Linked DNA regions of Mus musculus: region 2 is linked to region 1. A link is a contact called in public Hi-C data. All regions are on one chromosome and are shown on one strand. The core of a region is the stretch at or near the end of the contact, and the rest is flanking DNA. Distances in the headings are between cores, read along the strand shown.

Region 1 (3,278 bases), core at 81-2,580:
CTACAGATTTTTAAGAACGCTTTCAGTAATCGTCATGGAGACCAGTGAAAGAAACTGAGATAATTTTTAACGATGCCAAGGAAAGCCCTGTGTTTACTACAACACGAGCCTGCTGCCTGCTTAGCTGGACGCCCATGCTCTGACCTAGTATGGCAATTCTTAGGGTCCCTGTGCTTGATGCTCTGTTTACAAGAAACTGAGGCCAGACACTAAGGAAGAACAAAGAAAAATGCCTGGCACCAAAGAGGCGGGGGACGTTTTGTACATAACTGAAGATCCGTGGAGGAACTCTTTTCCAATTTTGAAAGGCACTACAAATCATCCTCTCCGCTTACGTGTTCAAGCATTTATTCTATGTTCTTAAACTATTTTCTACAAAGAAAATACCTTATAATTTACAAACAGCAATTTGTCCTCCCCCCTCTGCATCTGCAGACCATCAAGCGGGATAAAATTTCCCTAGGCTTTATCAGAGTGGGAGGAATGGAAATAATGTGAGCACAACACAGTTCCGATGCAACATCAACTCCAAGCCGGGCCAGCTGGTTTCCATCGAGCGGTCCCCAAGGAGAACGCCCCTCAAGCCTGCAGCCCGGCCGGCGCGACCGTGGGACCGGCTGAGGTGCTCGCAGCTCAGCCACTCGGTCGCCCGATACCTTTGTTTCAGGTGCCCCTGTGCCCAGAGTGGCTGGGATCCCGCCCGCAGCCCCGAACTGGTGACACATCCTTCTTTGGCCAAGTCGGGCCGAGGCCGGGCAGGGGGCGGGGAAGGAAAATAAAGCCTCAGCGCCTAACGACGTGACTCTCAGTTCTTCCAGAACCTTGGCATTTGCTGCCCTGCCAAGCTTTCCTGTTAACGAGTTCCCGGCCCGGGCGTCCCGCGAGGTGGGAGGCGCCGGCCATCCGGCCCCCTGGCCTCCTCCGCGGAGCTCCCGGGCCACCGTTCTCCACGGCCGCCAGCCCCGGGAGTCCTCTGGCGTGGCGTGCCTGCGCTCCACCAGGAGTCCCTTCACCGCGCGCGGCCCCTGCGGCCAGGCCAGACCCCGCCCCCGGCCCCGCCCGCCCCGGTCTCTGTGCGCCGCCCCTCGGCCTCGCCAGCCCGTGGAGGGCCGGGGGCTCCCAAGGAGAACCGGCCTAAGGCCCCGCGTCTGTGCGCCTACCTCAGTGCCCGCTGCTCCTCCTCCCGCGGCTGCCTCGGCTCGCAGGCGACGCGCACACGCCACCCCGGCTTCCCGCAGCGCGGGGTCTGGGCCGCTTACGCCGCGCGTGAGGAGCCGAGGCCTGAGCGCGCCCCGCCCAGCCGCCCAGCAGCTTAGCTGCCCGCCAGCGCCACAGCCCCGCCCACTAGCGCCACAGGCCCGCCCACCAGACACGCCCCCTCGGCCCCGGCCCCGCCCACCTGGCCGTGCTGGGTTCCTCCCACTCTCCTTCCTCCGAAAGGGGGCCCTGAGGGGCACTGCGAGAGCCGTCGCCTCGGCCGCCGCTGTGATTTACTTAGTGTAATGGAGAAGGCTATTCGCACTATTTGGGGACTGAATTTCATGTTAAGAGTATACACTTTATGATGGCCGTCATTATTTTTATTACCCTTCTTACTGTCCTCTTCGATAACTGTCCTGCTCTTCCGGGAGGCTATCCCATCTGACTACAGTCTACACTCTTACTGTGGCCCACACCAGCATGCTCCTATTCGCTCAACCCAAGTTGTGTGAATTTTGAACGAAGAGTTTATTTATTTATTTATTTTAAGCGAATTGTTAACAGAATAAAAATTGTTAAATAAACAAAGCTATGTAAAACAAATGCACAACTTAATGGAGTGTTCTGAAACATTTGCAATTTTGATTTCTTAAGCTTTGACCCTAGCTAAAATAATAAGCGAGGTTTGCTTTTACTAAAAGTGGGAAATAAATGGGCTGACTGGGCTAGGGATGTAACCCCGTTGGTATAGTAAACGAGGATAAAACCACATAAACTGGGAGAGGTAATGTATGTCTGCAAAGCTCTGCAGAGGTGGAGGAGGCTAGATAGAGAACAAGAAGTTCCAAGTGTTTGAACTTTGGTGACATTGCTGCTACTTTGAGGCCAACCTGGGCTACATGAGTACCACAGCTAAACAATAAAAATAATGCAGTTCAATTCTAAATTAAAAAGTCAATCAATCATTATGTAAGCACATAGGTAAAACAAGCAAGCCAGTCAGGGGAAGGAACAGTACGTGACATTTGGTCACGTAGAGGTGAAGAACCAGATGTAGATAAGACTTTAAAGAGCCAGGCATTAGGCAAACTGTGAGAACAGGCTCTGCGTACGTGTTTTATCTCTTCCTTTCTGTCAACATTTCTTAGCAAAACAACAGTTGCTTACAGAGTGCCTTATGTGTACATGTGAAATCATATGTGATGTGTACATACATTTAGGTATAGATGGTGCATACAAAATGTATACAATTTCACATTCTGTAGCTATGTGTAAGGTTGATTATAAGAAATATATTTTTATTTTTAAAAGAAAAATGTATATAAAATTGCCTCAAACAGGCTCTACATCCTGAGTCATTTCACCAAGTTAATCTTTTTAATAGCTAGAATGTGGTCTTCGTTGTCTTGAAAGAAGAAAAACCATCACACACCCAACTTTATACTTTCCTATTTTAAAAGTCCTTCACCATACCGCGTTGAATATCTTCTTTTGTGTCAGAACAATCCTGTGAAGAAGGAAGGGCAAGACACAAAGAAGTGACAAAGGTCACAGAACAGTTTTTGATGGTAAGGACAGGAAGTACACAGAGAATCACAGAACTTCAACACCTTACCCCCTGCCTTTACCTTTGGACTCCTGTGGGGCCTTTGCCCTCCATTTACTTACACAGTCCACTGGAATGAAAAGGACATAATCCCTCCTGGGTGTGGAGGAGCATGCCTGCAATTCTAGAAGATTAGAAGTTCAAGGCTGGCTACGGGTCATAACAAGTCAGCTAGCCTGGGCTGCATGAGAATCTGTCTCAATAAGTAGGAAGTAAATAAATAAAACCCCTGTTCCAGAAAAGGACACAATTTCATGCCTGGAAATTTGATTCAATACAATAGAACCATCCTCTATCTTAGTGAATTACCAACTTATCACAGTTATTGAACTCCAGTCTCTAAGGAAGGTGTTATGGATAGAATGTACAGTCTTTGTGCATAGTCAAGAAATAAAGAAATATTTGAGAATAAATGAGAAATTTGTTATCATAATAGAGGAATAGTCTTGAACAGAGTTCTTTTGTGGTAGGG
Region 2 (3,194 bases), core at 595-3,094, 38 kb after region 1:
ATCTTAACTGCTTTTGAACACTGTTACTGGGTCGTAACATCTCGGTTGCCAACGTTTATCTTGAATCTCTCCAGTCTGCATAAATTTGCATCCCTTCAAATGTTTAGTGAATCCAACTAGTCTATTAGTAAATGCATACTTATGCTATTGAAGTTGGAAAGTATTTTTTTTTAATCAGCCACATTACTACGCGTTTTTATTTTATTTATTTTTTTAATTAATTAATTATTTATTTATTTATTTATTTTGTTTTGTTTTGGTTTGGTTTTTCGAGACAGGGTTTCTCTGTATAGCCCTGGCTGTCCTGGAACTCACTTTGTAGACCTGGCTGGCCTCGAACTCAGAAATCCGCCTGCCTCTGCCTCCGGAGTGCTGGGATTAAAGGTGTGAGCTACCACGCCTGGCTACTACGCGTTTTTATTTGAGGACTTAGAAGGCATCACAGTGTTGTTAGGTGTGACCAGAGATCCCTGATGGGCTTCTTAGGTGGCTGGGTTAAGGGTCAGATGCAATAAGTAGGGCCCAGTATATTGACGAATCAGCCATACAGAATTACAATTGATTGAGTAGAATTTATTCAAAAGTAAGTGTGTGTATGTGTGTGTGTGTGTGTCCTCACCAGAGGACTTATACTAAAGAATACTTGGCTTCTTCTACCTCTTGGCTTCTTTCTGTTCCTTTGTTCTTTACTAGATAGAAAACATTAGAATTAAGTGCTAGAAAATGCAAGTTAAATGAAATTTGCTTTCCCCTTGCCTCACGCAATGGATTGTTTTTCTAGTACAACCATTTAGTTGCCTTGTTCTTTCTCAAAATATGTGGGTACTCATCGTCCCATCTCTTTTTCACAGTTTATTCCTCCAAGGAAGATAATCTGATTTCCACCGCGGAGCGTGATTAGTCCAATGGGATGCCTATCCCCCTGGTCATGGATTGGAGAATGAATAGTCACGTGCCCCAACAAGAACCAATGAAGTGTGAAGGGAGGGTTGCTGCCACTTCTTGACGGGAGGGACTTAACTTTAGAAGAGCTGGCGGTAGTTGGTTTCTTCTCCTAAAAATTCAGTCACTAGCAACTGTGAGGCCACGACGCACAAGCATGTTGCTACTAGCTTAGGGAGGAAACTGATGAGCAGAGACGAGCAGTGCTGGAGAGCAGCGTAGGTGAACACATCGTAACCAATTTGAGAGTCCAGAGGGGGAAAACCGACTCTCCATGTGGGAGGGTTCCTAGGAGAGGAGAGAGATCTCTCCCAGGGGCCTGGTAGGGTGACCTGCACTGCTGTCAGCACTCTATGCTAAGCCACTTACCTGGAGCTTGGCCAGCTGCTGTCAACCCTGGCAGGAGCCAGAGCTGTCCCACCTCACTGTCCCACCCAGTGAGGCAGAGGTGAGTCACTGAGGCTGGTGACCAACTCCCTTCTGAAGAACCCAGTAGTCTGGTGCAAAGAACATGGGTGAATTGTGAGAACAAGCAGGCAAGCAAGATATGGCTCCTGCCCACCCGGTTATATCAGGGCTGTTGATCAGTGCCCACCTTATAGATTTGCATATGGAAGAGGGAGGGAGGGAGGAAGAGAGAGCGAGGCGAGCTAGAGAGAGTTAGAGGCAGCAGAACCCTGGAGAAAAATCTTTATTGGCTCTGGAGACCCAGATGACAGACATGGAAGGTTAAGAGACGAGGTGGGAAGGAGCCATCAATACGCCATACTCCGTTTTCAACGCTGCCGTTTGTAAAGAATAATGAGGAATGAAAATTGAAGTATCGGCTACGCCCGCTGTTAGGTAGCCAGCTTCTGATTTCTAGATTGGGGCAGTTGATATCAGCACTCTGGCAGCGATTACCAAGGCTTTGCAGCCAATCTGGGAAGACCAGTTCGACAGGAAACACCTACCTAATTGAAAGATTCCACCCCAAAAATGTGAAGAATTGGGGAGAAACCGACCTAATAAAACAATAAAGTCAGGTAACAAGGAGGGCATTGGAGAAATATGGAAAATGGAATTTCCTGAGGGAAGGCTTCAGGAACTGGGTTAGAAAGAGCGGGGGGGGGGGGGAACACACACTTTTTCGGCTGTACATAGTGTAGTGCAGAATCCAGGAAGCAAACAATACTTAACATTGTCACACAGTGAGGAAAACCCAGGCTCACAGTGAAGGAGTTTGATGAGCACTATCGGCTGGTTGGGGCCTGTGACCCCACAACAAGAAGTGTCAGGAAAGCTAAAGCTCAGAACAAGCTGGAGCCTGTGGGACACAAAAGGCTAAAGATGATCAAAAGTGTGTGTGTGTGTGTGTGTGTGTGTGTGTGAGAGAGTGTGTGTGTGCGCATGCGCACACATGCTCAAGTGTGTTTGTTTATATTTGAAACCAGGAGAGTTAGAAGGTGTGAGCCTGCAGCAGGGGAAAGTTAGTGTGATGTTTACAAATGATAAACGAGTATTGCTTCTGTCTTTCCCAACAAGACAATACTTTTCAGACTTCATGGATCCCTACACAGAAAAAAGGGCTCTGAATAGTTATCTGCCAGGGATGTGCTTGCTGAACAATTGTTGTTAATCAATTTGGATGCAAAACAAACAATCCCACAGACTAGGAGGAGATAAAAGATGTTTTTACACAAGGGGATTTGAGTCCTTATTTTAGGAGGATCCCCCTCTCCCTTCCCCTCCCTCTCCTCCCTCCTTCCCTTTGTCTCTCCTATCCTCTTGGACGTGTGTACGCATGTCCAAGGTGTGCATATGTAGGTCAGAAGGCAGTTTGCAGCAGTCAGTCCTCTTCCTCTACCTTGCTGTCCTGGGATTTGAACTCAGGTCTCAGGCTCAGTGTCAAGCAGCTCTACCTGTGGTTGTGTGGTTCACTGGCTTGGAGGATTCCTCCTGCAGACTCTTCTCTCTCAGCACTCTAGGAGTATGTGGTGAGCTTAAGAGGCTGGCCTTGCCCATGCTAGCCTCAAACCCTCTAATGCTAGGGTACAGAGAAAGTGCATCCTGCAGTTAAGTGGAAGACGACAGCAGAAGGTCAGCAGCCACACCCATTTTCCAGCCTCCAAGGTAGATGCACAGAGCAGCAAAGGCAGAAAGGGCAACCAGAGATCTTCTGCTCCAGGAGCAGGTGAGGGAGGCCATGACACTCTCTCTAGCTGACACCTGCTCCCAGTAGGTGACTATCACTAATCCCTTAAAATAGCAGC

The links. Hi-C and Micro-C count contacts between places; a contact is called where the count stands out from the background.
Region 2: a Hi-C map of epidermal suprabasal cells shows a contact between it and region 1, with 3 times the contacts expected there. The contact joins the enhancer-like site here to the promoter of Ppp2r3a in region 1. A contact is called at or near these places in 4 of 484 Hi-C or Micro-C datasets (the HL-1 cell line, the N1E-115 cell line, epidermal suprabasal cells and 1 more) and 2 of 115 datasets of contacts at active chromatin or transcription factors (embryonic fibroblasts and embryonic stem cells).

Annotation. Positions count from the first base shown.
Region 1 is chr9:101,250,502-101,253,779 of GRCm38.p6, forward strand. Ppp2r3a (protein phosphatase 2, regulatory subunit B'', alpha) reads right to left here and starts at 1,331. Exons shown (of 14, transcript NM_001161362.3): 1 at 1,161-1,331.
Region 2 is chr9:101,288,122-101,291,315 of GRCm38.p6, forward strand. No RefSeq gene overlaps it. Among named protein-coding and RNA genes, the nearest start is that of Ppp2r3a, 38 kb to the left of the region's middle. Within about 2 kb of position 1,845, at least 34 of the 459 cell types and tissues checked have an H3K27ac peak or open chromatin away from gene starts, as enhancers often do. A contact at or near this core is called in epidermal suprabasal cells, where this site is marked.